2 separate regions of the Sus scrofa genome follow, and region 1 is linked to region 2. Evidence: chromatin contacts called from public HiChIP or PLAC-seq data. All regions are on one chromosome and are shown on one strand. Each heading gives the region's core, a stretch centred on a gene start, on an enhancer-like site or on the middle of the called end of the contact. The rest is flanking DNA. Distances are from core to core; before and after follow the strand shown. Region 1 holds the start of SETD1A (histone-lysine N-methyltransferase SETD1A). Region 2 holds the start of STX4 (syntaxin-4).

What was found. HiChIP or PLAC-seq counts read pairs in DNA pulled down with a chosen protein or histone mark.
Region 1: an H3K27ac HiChIP or PLAC-seq map of alveolar macrophages shows a contact between it and region 2. The contact joins the promoter of SETD1A here to the promoter of STX4 in region 2. A contact is called at or near these places in 2 of 47 Hi-C or Micro-C datasets (liver and subcutaneous adipose tissue) and 2 of 2 datasets of contacts at active chromatin or transcription factors (alveolar macrophages and skeletal muscle).

The regions. Positions count from the first base shown.
Region 1 is chr3:17,485,806-17,492,152 of Sscrofa11.1, reverse strand. SETD1A (histone-lysine N-methyltransferase SETD1A) reads left to right here and starts at 1,756. Exons shown (of 21, transcript XM_021086406.1): 1 at 1,756-4,207; 2 at 4,996-5,160; 3 at 5,397-5,492. The coding sequence starts at 5,011. It overlaps ORAI3 (protein orai-3), which reads left to right. Exons shown (of 2, transcript XM_003481021.4): 2 at 1-1,629. The coding sequence ends at 573.
Region 2 is chr3:17,428,781-17,434,418 of Sscrofa11.1, reverse strand. It overlaps STX4 (syntaxin-4), which reads left to right and starts at 3,042. Exons shown (of 11, transcript XM_021086404.1): 1 at 3,042-3,690; 2 at 3,879-3,980; 3 at 4,093-4,192; 4 at 4,329-4,403; 5 at 5,143-5,213. The coding sequence starts at 3,661. LOC102167315 (a long non-coding RNA gene) reads right to left here and starts at 3,338. Exons shown (of 3, transcript XR_001303274.2): 1 at 3,200-3,338; 2 at 1,313-1,442.

The DNA.
Region 1 (6,347 bases), core at 507-3,006, 59 kb before region 2:
CACCTCTTTGCACTCATGGTCTCCACGTGTCTGCTGCCTCATATTGAAGCCGTTAGCAACATCCACAACCTCAACTCTGTCCACCAGTCTCCACACCAGCGACTCCACCGCTATGTGGAGCTGGCCTGGGGCTTCTCCACTGCCTTGGGCACCTTCCTCTTCCTTGCTGAAGTTGTCCTGGTTGGCTGGGTCAAGTTTGTGCCCATCGGGGCCCCCTCGGGCACATCAGCCCCCATGGTACCTGCCTCCCAGGTGCCTGGGACTCTGCCACCAGTGGCCACCGCCCTTAGTCCAGCTTCCAAGCCATCCTCTGCATCTGTAGCCCCGTCACAGGCTGAGCCACCTGAGGCCTGCCCACCTCGGCAAGTGTGTGGCGGTGGTGGTGGTGGGGGGGGCCATGGACCAGGCTGGCAAGCAGCCATGGCCTCCACGGCAATCATGGTACCTGTAGGGCTTGTATTTGTGGTCTTTGCCCTGCATTTCTACCGCTCCTTGGTGGCACACAAGACAGACCGCCACAAGCAAGAGCTAGAGGAGCTGAGTCGCCTGCAGGGGGAGCTGCAGGCTGTGTAAGGCTGGTGTTAGCCACACTGCAAGCACTGCCTCCTTCAGGGGTCTGACTGAGGCCTCAGGTCTACAGACCCCATTCCCTGCCCCTGCCTGGAGCTACTTCCTGTGGCCACTCAGGTAGAGAACAGATTTCTGCCCTCAGGGCCCTTTGGGCTGGGCCTTGGGGTGGCTCCCACATTCCCAGGGATTCTCCCTGTCACTCTGTCCCATGGGTTTTGTAAGCTCTACTGTGCACTTGGGCTGGGAGGAGCAAAGGAAGAGGAAGGTCCTCAGTCCAAGGCTGATGCTGTAGGTAGAGGGGAAGCAGGGAGATCCTGGTCAGACCTTTGGTGCCGACCCTTAGCCACTTGCCTCTACACAGAATGTGGAGGTCGGTTGGAGGGTTACACGCCCACCTAGCTGCCCCAGAAGGCAGCCAATCCTTGCTTCGCTTCTGTAGAATTTGTTTTATGGCTGGCATCTGGGGGGTTGCAGGGTAGAAGAGGTTTTCCCCATCCTCAGATTTTTTTTCCCTTAATTTTTTTTCCTTTTTGGTCGCCCCAGGACATAGGGAGTTCCCAGACGAGGGATCAGATCCAAGCCTTAGCCGATACCTAAGCTGCAGCTGCACCAATGCCAAATCCTTAACTCACTGTGTGGGGCCGGGATTTGAACCTACATCCCAGGGCTCCCAAGATGCCACTGATCTCGTTGCACCAGAGCAGGAACTCCCCATCCTTAGATTTTGATGGGTTGCCCACTCTCACTTTGGTTGCTTCAGAGAGGGATTTGAATGTTTCTACCCCAGGCATAGGTCCAGCCTTTCCAAGGGGGAGCCTCCCTATTTGGAGGAGGTTCAAGTGCCCGCTCCACTGCTCTAGACCCACACTTATGCTTTTATATCTGGTTCTCACTCTCCTGGCCCAGGGATGGGTGTTGGTGTGCCCAGCCTGACTCCCTAGCAAGGGTTGGGTTGGCATGTAAAGGAGACGGTCCATTCCAGCCCTTGGAATACAGAACTATTCTGACACTGAATTTTTGATGCACCTGATTTTGTATAATAAATTGTTTCACACATGACCTTCTGGCTGTGAATGGGGGGAAGGGGAGGCCTCCTTGGGAACTGGTGACTTGTTCTTAAGAGTCAAGAGGCAAGTGTCACTGAGGGCAGAGCAGGGTGGGAGTAGAGGGGAGTGGGTTCTAGGTATGACCCCTTTCTGGTGCTGACAGGGGCCAGTGACTTCTGAATGTGGAGACTGAGTTATTCCTTTTTTTTTTTTTTTTTTTTTTTTTTTTTTTTTTTTTTTTTTTGCTTTTTTAGGGCCACACCTTCAGTACATGGAGGTTCCCAGGCTAGGTGACGAATCGGAGCCACAGCTCCTGGCCTATACCACAGCCACAGCAACATGGGATCCAAGCCGCGTCTGTGACCTACACCACAGAGCACGCCAACGCCAGATCCTTAACCCACTGCGTGAGGCCAGGGATCAAACTGGAAACCCCATGGTTCCTAGTCAGATTCATTTCTGCTGCACCACAAGGGGGGACTCCTGAGACCGAGTTATTCTAAAGCTAAAGGCTTTTGCACTGTGGTTCCTGAGCCCAGGGTCTCCAACTCTTCCACTGAGGATTTAATATGTTCCTTGTAGTGTTAAATTACTTTTCTTGAGTGACTACTACATACTAGGGGCTTCTCCTAGGTAATGTTTTTCCTTTTCTTTTTCTTTCTTTCTTTCAAGGTAATCTTATTTAATCCGTTTATTTACAATCACCTCAAGAGAAAGGTCTTTGTCATTACCATTTCAGAGATAAATTAGCTAGGAACTCCTTTAAGAAGACTGAGGCTCTTGCCCTAAGCCACTTAGTCATTATAAACTAGGACTACCTTTATCACCATGCAGGGAATCTTTTGTTTGAGAAAAGGAACCAATATCTTTCAACTGGGACAGAAAGGAACCTGATCTCATAGCCTACCCTCTACTGTAAATTAATTTTTTCAACTTTTCAAAATTGTGAAGGATCCTAATCCTTTCTTAGGATTCTTTTGGTGTGAGACCTCGGACCTATTACTCTATTGCTATTACTTAAATTTGTAAATTTGGGAGCTCCCCAATGGCCTAGAGGTAAAAAAAAATCCCACCTTGTCACTGCTCTGCCAAAGTTTGATCCCTGGCCAGAGGAAAAAAAAATTGTGAATTTGTATGAACCAGGCCTCGAGGGCCCCTCCTGCAGTTTTAACACCTACAGTCGTCTTGCATGACAGTAATCAACATCCATTTTCAGAGAAAGAATCTGAAGCCTTAAGAGGTCAGTGACTTGGCCAAGGTCATACATCGAGGGACTCATACACACATATCCGGAACCTAGGGGATCCTTGGCTCAAGTACAAGGGCTACCTGCGAGTGCCATTACCACCCAGAGACCAGGATGCCAGCGTCCTAGCCTGAGAAAAAGCATCAGGGCGACCTCAGTCGGAGGGTCCCAGGTTTAAGCCTGGACTAGTGCTGCCCTCGAGCGGCGGTACTGCGTAACCCAGGGAGGGCCGAGGATTGCGCAGCTGAAAACGGCAGGCGCTGGGACCATGAAGCCTGGGGAATCAACCAGCCCATCCTAGCTCAAGTACGACCTAGTTTATCATTTTTTACAGGACTGGCTCAAGGTCCTTCAGGACCTACCAGGGTTATCACATAACTTTGAGACAGGCTAAGATTTAAGCACTAACGGTGGGCCACTGTGGGCAAAACGCAGCACCCTCTGCAGGCCTCAGTGTCCCCATCTGTCAAATGGGTAGCTTAAACAGGCAGAGGCCCAGAAAAGATAACGGGAGGAATCTGCTCTCTGCATTATGCGCGGCGCCAAACAGTCTGAGTCACTGTAGTTGGTAGTATTTTTCCACCTCCGGGGTGCCCCTCCCAACCCGCCCCGGTTTCGGAGGGTCCTACAGGAAGCGCCCCCGCGACGCCGGGCTCCGCACGCTCTAACCACGCCCTCTGCGCGCAGCGCCCTGGCCCCGCCCACGAAAGAATTCGCAGATTCGCTAGGCCAGCTCCTCCTCAGAATTACTCCTCTATATTCGGCCGAAAATTCTCCTCGGACTCCGTAGCCATTACCCCCGGTCGGAAGTGAGCAGTCCTCTGAGTTGTGCTAGTAAGAAAGGTCCACGGAAAGTGGCCGACTCTGCCAACAGGGCTTGGCTATCGAGGCATTATTTTCTTGGCTCCATCAAGGCGGTGAAGGGAGGCAACAGCTGAGGCCAGGACCTGTGGCGAATCTGCAGCCTCTTAGACCTTCGGCCGCGTGAGGAAGGGGCAGGAAAGAGGAGCAAAAGGAGCGCGCATCCCGTCTACCGATTCGCCCCGCCCGCCTGACGAATCTGCGCTTGTTCAACGCGCCACTCAAATCTCCCCAGCTCTGGCTGGCCGCCTCCCCTCCGCCCCGCCCCCTTTTCCTCAGGGATTAGTCGCTGCTTTCGTCGCCGCCGATTCGTCAAGGACCCGAAGCCAGAGCAGCTGGATAGTTGTGGTGAAGCCCACTCTCCGGGGGATGCGGCCACTTTCCACGCTCCCTGGGCCACAACTCTCGAGCCTCACAGGGCGCCGGCCGAGGCGAAGCCGCTATCCTCGGCCCCTTGGGTCTCCCGGCAGCGCCCGTGGCGAAAGTGCGAATGTAGACGCTGTGCCCGCTGGGCCTCGCGCAGGTGGCGGTGGTGTTTGGTGCGCGCGCCGGGGAGGTGGTGGTGGGGGGGCGCCGCCGCCGCCACCGCTGCGGGGCCGGGTCTCGCGCTGTCGCCGCCGCCGCCGCCGCCGCCTCGCGCCGCTGAGGTGCCGCGCGGGGTGGGGGAGGGGGAGCCGCTCGCCGCGAGCGGGTGAGTGGGGCCGCGCCGCGCGTGCGCGGAGATGGGGGGGGCAGAACGCGCCGGGGCGGGAGGAGAGGGCAGCGGCGCGCGTTCCCCCCACCCCCCCGCCGGGATTCGGGGCCGAAGCCGGGTCTCGGGCTCGGTCTCGCGGTGTTTCCAACGCCCCGAAGAGGTGCCACCTCTTGGCCAGAGGATTGGGGCGCGGGGACGGGAGCGGGTGTGTGGGAGCGGGAGCCGGGCTTGGCCCGGGCCGCTGGCCGGTGAGGAGGCGGGAGGGGGCGGGGCCTGCCAGGGGGCGGGGGAGGGGTCTTGCGCGGAGGCCAAGTGGGGCGCGCGCTAGGGAGAGCGGGAAGGTAAGGGGGCGCGAGAGGGGCCTGGGGGCCTAAGGGGAGAGTTGGGAGGTGGATAGAGAATGGGGTGTTGTGGTGAAAGAAGGTACCCGGGGGGGAGATCTGGGGGAGCCACGGGTCCTGGTGAGGTGTGGAAACTGGGGTAATGAGAGAACCTGGAGTCGGGGCTAGTCCGTGAGGGGCAGCAAGGCAGTCAGGCCTAAGTCCTGAGTCCCCTTGCGTATCCCTCTTTCCTAACAGTGTAAATGAGCAAAGATGGATCAGGAAGGTGGGGGAGATGGGCAGAAGGCCCCGAGCTTCCAGTGGCGGAACTACAAGCTCATCGTGGATCCTGCCTTGGACCCTGCCTTGCGCAGGCCTTCTCAAAAGGTGTACCGCTATGATGGAATTCACTTCAGTGTCAACGTGAGTGCCCAGGCCTTTTCTTTGCCGTCTAGAGAACTCAGGCCCCGTTCCCCTCTGTTACCTCTGTTCGGCACCTCTGTTCAGACGTAGGAGGAACTCTCATACCTGTAACCTACCTTCTTTCAAGTGGGCAACTAGAACCCAGCTCTTTGGCACATGGGTCTCCAAAGGGGCTCCAGAGCTCAGCACCGTGGTTTCACCTTGAGCTGTCTTTCTGTTCCTGCTTATCTTCCTAGGACTCAAAGTATATACCAGTTGAAGACCTCCAAGACCCCCGCTGCCACGTCAGGTCCAAAAACAGAGACTTTTCCCTCCCAGTCCCTAAGTTTAAGGTACGTGTCTGCTAGTCTCCTGGTGTGGTGGTCCTTGGAGGGTGTGGAGGATCCATCCTGGTGGTCTAGTCTGGTCTTCAGCGTAGGACGAGAAGGCTCACAGTCAGATCTAAGAACTTCTGAGGCTATGAGAGTGAGTTGTTCTGATGGGAGGTCAGTTTATTTTCTGGAAAGGTGTAGGCGAGGTGTCTCGAGCTCTTTGAAGGATAAAGACAGATCTAGCTTCTGTGCCTGTCTCTGTGTACTTCTGGACAGCACATAGCACAACAGCGCCCTGTGTGTTACCCCAGTTTCTCAATTAAGGGGAGTGACAACGCCAAAGACTCCGTCCCTGGAGTCCTCTGTTCTTCACCCCTCCTCAGTCTTGTTTCCTCACAGGGTTCCCATGTTCCTGTCCAGGTAGTATATTCACTGGGCCTTGGACTGGATCTAGAAAACTGGCGGTTCTTAGTTTCCTCTACTGGTTCTTTATCCTTTTTCTTTTTTTTTTCTTTTTAATTTTTTTTTTCCTGAGTACAGTTGGCTTACAGTGTTGTGCCAATAATTTTTTTTTTCTTTCTTTTTAAGTAAGTCCTGGGGGGGTTCCCTCATCCCTCTTTTTTTTTTTTTTTTTACTTTGTACCCATTTCTTGGACAATCTCTTTCTTACCCACAACTTTGACTACCACTGAGATGGTGATGAGTTCTAAATCTCTGTTCCCAGCCAAGATCAATCTCTTGAACTCCACACTTACATGCCTGGTGGAGGGACAGCTCCATCTGGAGGCCCCACAGAAATCTCAATCGCAAGAGATGTAAAACAGCTACCTTCACTCCCTTGATCCTGCTTTTCTTTCCGTTTTCTTCTAACTAATG
Region 2 (5,638 bases), core at 1,793-4,292:
TAGGAAGGGGACCTGCCAAAGGAGGGGGCAGGACAAGCTGCCGAGTGCCAAAATCAAGTAGAGTGTGAGTTCCTGTTGTGGCTTAGTGGGTTAAGATCCCGATTAGTATCCATGAGGATGCGGGTTCAATCCCTGGCCTAGCTCAGGGGGTTAAGGATCCGATGTTGCTGTGAGCTGTGGTATAGGTCACAGGAATGGCTTGGATCCTGAATTGCTGTGGCTGTGGCTGTGGCCGGCAGGTACAGCTCCGAGTCAACACCTGGGAACTTCCATATGCAGAAGGTGTGGCCCTAAAAAGCAAAAAAAAAAAAAAAAAAAAAAAAAATCAAGTAAAGTGTGACTTTCACATAAACTGAAAGGAAAATACCCCCCAACACCCACACGTTCAAGGCCCAATATTCTTTTTTTTTTTTTTTTTTGTCTTTTTGTCTTTTTAGGGCCACACTAGTGGCATATGGAGGTTCCCAGGCTAGGGGTCGAATCAGAGCTGTAGCTGCTGGCCTACACCACAGCCACAGCAATTCCAGATCCGAGCCTCATCTGAGACCTACACCACAGCTCATGGCAACACTGGAACCTTAGAGATGCCAGGGATGGAACCCACAACCTCACGGTTCCTAGTTGGATTTGTTTTCACTGCGCCATGCCGGGAACTCCAAGGACCAATATTCTTAATGCACACTTCAAGGCTGCTCAGAGGACCTGAGAGGAGTCAAAAAGGACCATGAAACAGAGAGAAAGGCTCAGTTCTGGAAAGCTCCATTCCCAGAACCATTCTTCCTGGATGGCCCCTGCTCCTCATCTCCTCCACACACCACTCCCCGAGGCTTTGAGCCCAGCCTCTGACGGCCTCAAGTCACCGTCCCAAAGCCCTGCGGTCCCACCCAGAAGAGACCACAAATGAAAGGACGACCATCATAATCCTGGGAAATTTAACAAAGGCACCAACAAATCCACACCATAAGGCGGAGAGAGGTAGGTGGGACTGGTGGGCCCAGAGAGACCTGGAACTCATAGTAATAAAAGCCTGCAGAGGGAAGAACCCTTACCAGTTTATAAGAACCTTTCATGTACTTCCTAACTCCCCTGATATTGCTCAACTCTTAGCTTAGGCAAGACAGAAATGACCAGATCAAGTTGTCAATGGAGATAAGTTCCAGAGAGGGGCAATAAATGACTCAAGATCGCACACTGAACTAGGAGTTAGATGTCCGAAAGCCCTTCCAGTGTACCACGCAGAGACAGGGCCAGAGGGGTGCCAGGGAGGAGGGGCAGGGAGGCAGAGGCTGATGGGAAAGACCCAAGAGCAGACCTGCTCTTCCTCATGAGTTCCGGGGAACTCCACGGGCAGGGTTTGGCCTCCTGAACCCTCCTTCTTCCCTCGGTTGATCAGGGTAGCACTGTCTTCACTTCTTCATTCCCAACCCTGGGTGAGCTGGATTCTAAAGGGAAGAGGAGAAGGATCAAAGCCTTTTACATAGAATGAGACAGCTAGCACTTTTGACAATTTCTAACCTCTGTCACTGAACTTCAGCGCAGGGAATGCCCATAAAGACTAGCTCTCCCCCCACCCCGCCACTGCCACCCATTGTAGAGATGGAAGACTAAGGCCCAGAGATAGGAAGTGACTTTCCAGGAGTTCCTGTCGTGGCTCAGTGGAAACGAATTCCACCAGGAACCGTGAGGTTGTGGGTTCCATCCCTGGCCTCGCTCAGTGGGTTAAGGATCCGGCATTTCTGTGAACTGTGGTGAAGATCACAGATGCGGCTCGGATCTGTCATTGCTGTGGCTCTGGCGTAGGCCAGTGGCTACAGCTCTGATTAGACCCCTAACCCGGGAACTTCCATATGTTTGGGGTGTGGCCCTAAAAAGGACAAAAGACAAAAAAAAAAAAAGTGACTTTCCAGGAGTTCCTGCTGTGGCACAACAGGACCGATGGTGTCCCTGGCGAGCTCGATGCAGGTATGATCCCCAGCCCAGAGGAGTGGGTTAAGAATCTGGAGTTGCCAGATTTTCCAGAAGTCCACAGCAACTCAGTCACAGAAATCTAGGTTTCCTTATCGGGGCTTAGTAGAGAAGGGCCTTTCCTTCCTTTGCTTGACCTTCATATAAGTTCCTCGGGGAGAGCCCTGGGATCCAGGAGTCTTAGATCAGTCCTAGCCATCCTGGCTATGGGGAGACCCAGTGGCCTTGGGGCCTCCTCCTACAGAATGTAGATTTCAAAAAGCATAAGTCATTCTTCTCTGTTGGGCCGGGATGTAATTCTGGCCCTAGAAGAGCATTCTGCTCATAATAAGTGCCTAATGAATATCCACTGAATGAATGAACCTCTAGAGGGTCAGGTTTTGGGAAGTGTCACGATGAAAGCCTGAAGCCTAAAAGAGAGGACTAGGGAACCACACGCGTCATCTTCAGACATAGGAAAGGCTAAAGTTCTGTCCACAAATATTTACTGAGGGCCCACTAGGTGTTGGGATTCGGGTGAGAACCACACAATCACGCCTTCACCTCAAGCAATCACAGGTCACAGTAATGCGGAATTGTTTCTTTTTTGTGTCCTTCAGAGGGTAAACCCTGGTGCAAGGTGGGGGCGAAGGGGTGTAGGTGATATGCTGCTCAACATAATGGACTCTTTTCTCAGCCTGAGCTGTCCTGAAATGGTCTCACTGCTCAGAAGGTGGTGAGTGCGGCGGGACTGCAGTGTTCAAGCCGGGCGCCAGCCGCCCACCTGTCAGAAGCTGTGCCAGGAGTATGCGGGAGAAGAGCTTTCCGCCTCGGGTGAGGTCACTTCCCACCCCCAGATACTCTGCCTACAAACCCTGCAACTCTCTGACGCCGGATCTTATTCTTTTCCGAATTTCAAGGTCTCATGATGTGGACAGCCCCAAATTCTAAGTCGTCAATCTGCCCACACCCCCGGAACCCAAAAGGAATAAAGCCGAATTCAGCCAGGGTCCTACCACCCTCTGTCTCAAAAGATGTCTGGGGGTAGTCGGCGCCCCCTCCCGACTTGTGGGAGCCAGGGTGCCGAGGACGTCGTGGGGAGCTAGGTGTCCCGGAGACCGAGTTGACAGAGTGGAGACACGTGACAGTCAGAGCATCACGTTCTAAGGTCCAAGAGGCTGGGACCGGGCCAGTCACGTGACGCGGGGGGGGCGCCATGGGGTGATGTGAGATGCTGGGTCCCTAGATTACGTACCAATGACGCATTTCCACCTCTTTTGGCAACTAGATTTCCGTTGGAAGATGCGATAGTTCCGGCAAAGGGGGCGGGTTCTCACGTCCTGGCAATTTTGCTTCCGTTCGGGGAGCTGGCGCTTCCGACCTCCGCCTTTCCCTCGGGCGGGGAAGGGACGCGGTGCGGTGCGCATGCTCCAGTCATCCCAGAGGGGGCGGGGCTGAAGCTACGGGAGCGGGAGGGGGGTAAGAAAAGGGAGTTCCAACCTGTGGAAACTTGGGGGTCCCCGAGGTCGGCTCCTTGTCCTCGACGGTGGATGGTGTCAGGGATAGAGCCTCTGGCGGCTCGTGGGGGGCGGTTAGGGGTCCACAGGGTGAGGGCAGAGAGAAGTGTCAAGAGAGTGAGTGGGGTACAGGAGTTCCAAACTTAGAATCTCGAGGCCCTCTGGGCTCCCGCGCCGGGGAGAGGGAGCTCGGGCCGCCATGCGGGACAGGACCCACGAACTGAGACAGGTGAGAAGTCCGGCGCAGCGGGGTTGGGACAGGAGGACGGGGTAGGGTCTAGTTGGAATGCAGGACTCCTGGTCTTCGGGGCAGGGCAGGGAGGGGTAGCTGTGGGATTGGAAGACCCGGAAGCCCGTGAATCCCGCGGGGCGAAAGCAACAGCAAGGAAGTGATGCCAATGACCCCGGCCCTGTCAGGGAGATGACAGCTCTGACGATGAGGACAAGGAGAGGGTCGCGCTGGTGGTACACCCGGGCACGGCACGGCTGGGCAGCCCAGACGATGAGTTCTTCCAGAAGGTAAGAGGCTGGGGTCTCGGTCTGGATTCACGAGGGGGCTGGATGACCCGAGGTGCAGAGCGGTCTGGAGGACTCCCATATCTGCTTCAGCCCTCTCGGTCATCCTCCCCAGGTCCGGACAATTCGGCAGACTATTGTCAAGCTGGAGAATAAGGTCCGAGAGTTGGAGAAGCAGCAGGTCACCATCCTGGCCACGCCCCTTCCCGAGGAAAGTGAGTGAAATCGCGAGTGCAGAACGCATGCTCAGTCAGAGGGATTGTGGGGATGGTAGTTCCATGCAGGTGGTGGCCAGGGAGATTTGTTGAGGTAGGGGCCGTGCTTTGGGCATCATGGCTTTTTCTTGTTCAGGCATGAAGCAGGACCTGCAGAACCTGCGTGACGAGATCAAACAGCTGGGGAGGGACATCCGCGCAGAGCTCAAGGGTGAGCGTCTAGGAACTCAGATAGATACTTTGCTCTGATCCTGCCCAATGCCTGATATATCCGCGAGTGTGTGACCCAGAGAGGCCAGTGATATATAACCAGACCACACAGCAGGCCTGTGTCTCGAATCTCCATCTCCTGGCTTCCAGTCCAAAGTTCTTTCCACAGCGCAGGCCTGCCTCTCAGGTTCCCTTATTTACAATGAAACCATTTACATTTGACCCTTGACCAAGGTGGAGATTAGTGTGGCCACTGGCCCGCCCCCAGTCATAATCTGCAAACAATTCATGGTCCGCCCACCATATCCCAGGTTCTTCGTGGGTGGATTCACCAAAACGTGGAATGTGCAGTGGTGTATTCTGCATTTATTTTCTAAAAATCCAGGTGTAAGTGGATCCACACAGTTCAAACCCATGCTGTGCTAGGATCAATTGTGCTCCTACAATTCCTCCTGCCTAGGGTGCATCCTTGGTGCAAACAGATGACAGTTTTGTTCGGAGGCCTTTGCATACCTGTGGGAATTCTCTGGTATACTTATTTGCAAAGGAAAGTATACTTTCACCTGTCAGAGCCTCAGAATATCATTTTATGATCAATTCTATTTCCCCCAAAACATCCTATGGAGATTAACAGCTCTCTATTGTATGGCCAGGCAGCTGGGGTCCTAAGTCCCCAAATGAATTTCAGAAGCCACAGGTCAAACCCTTTCCTCTGCCAATACCCTTATATCTTCCCACAGCCATAGAGCCCCAGAAGGAGGAAGCCGATGAGAATTATAACTCGGTCAACACAAGAATGAGAAAAACCCAGGTGGGTTCATTATTCCCAGAACTAGGACATTTCAACAAGTGTTTTCTAGATAAATAGCTGGCAGATGTAAGAAGGAAGGGTGCCTAGAGATCCTTGGGTCCAGCCTGATGATGTTCCAAATGGGGAAACTGAGGCTCCGAGAGAAAAAGGACTCACTTAAGGTCAAGAACCCAGGTCTCCTAACTTCCAGTCCATTATAACATCCTGCCTGCTTCTTCTCCACTCAATGAGAAGTTGCTGAGATCCCAGACATGCTCTGGGCTCAGCTGTAGGAGATACACTTTCTAGAAGCCAAGAGGGGGAGTTAAGCTTGAATAGATGATAAAGACATAACTCAGGAAGGACTTGGCAGCTAATGGCTCTGCCCAGGGAAGAAGAGGGCCCAGTCAAATGACTGGGAGGTTCCCTGCCCATGTGACAGGGAC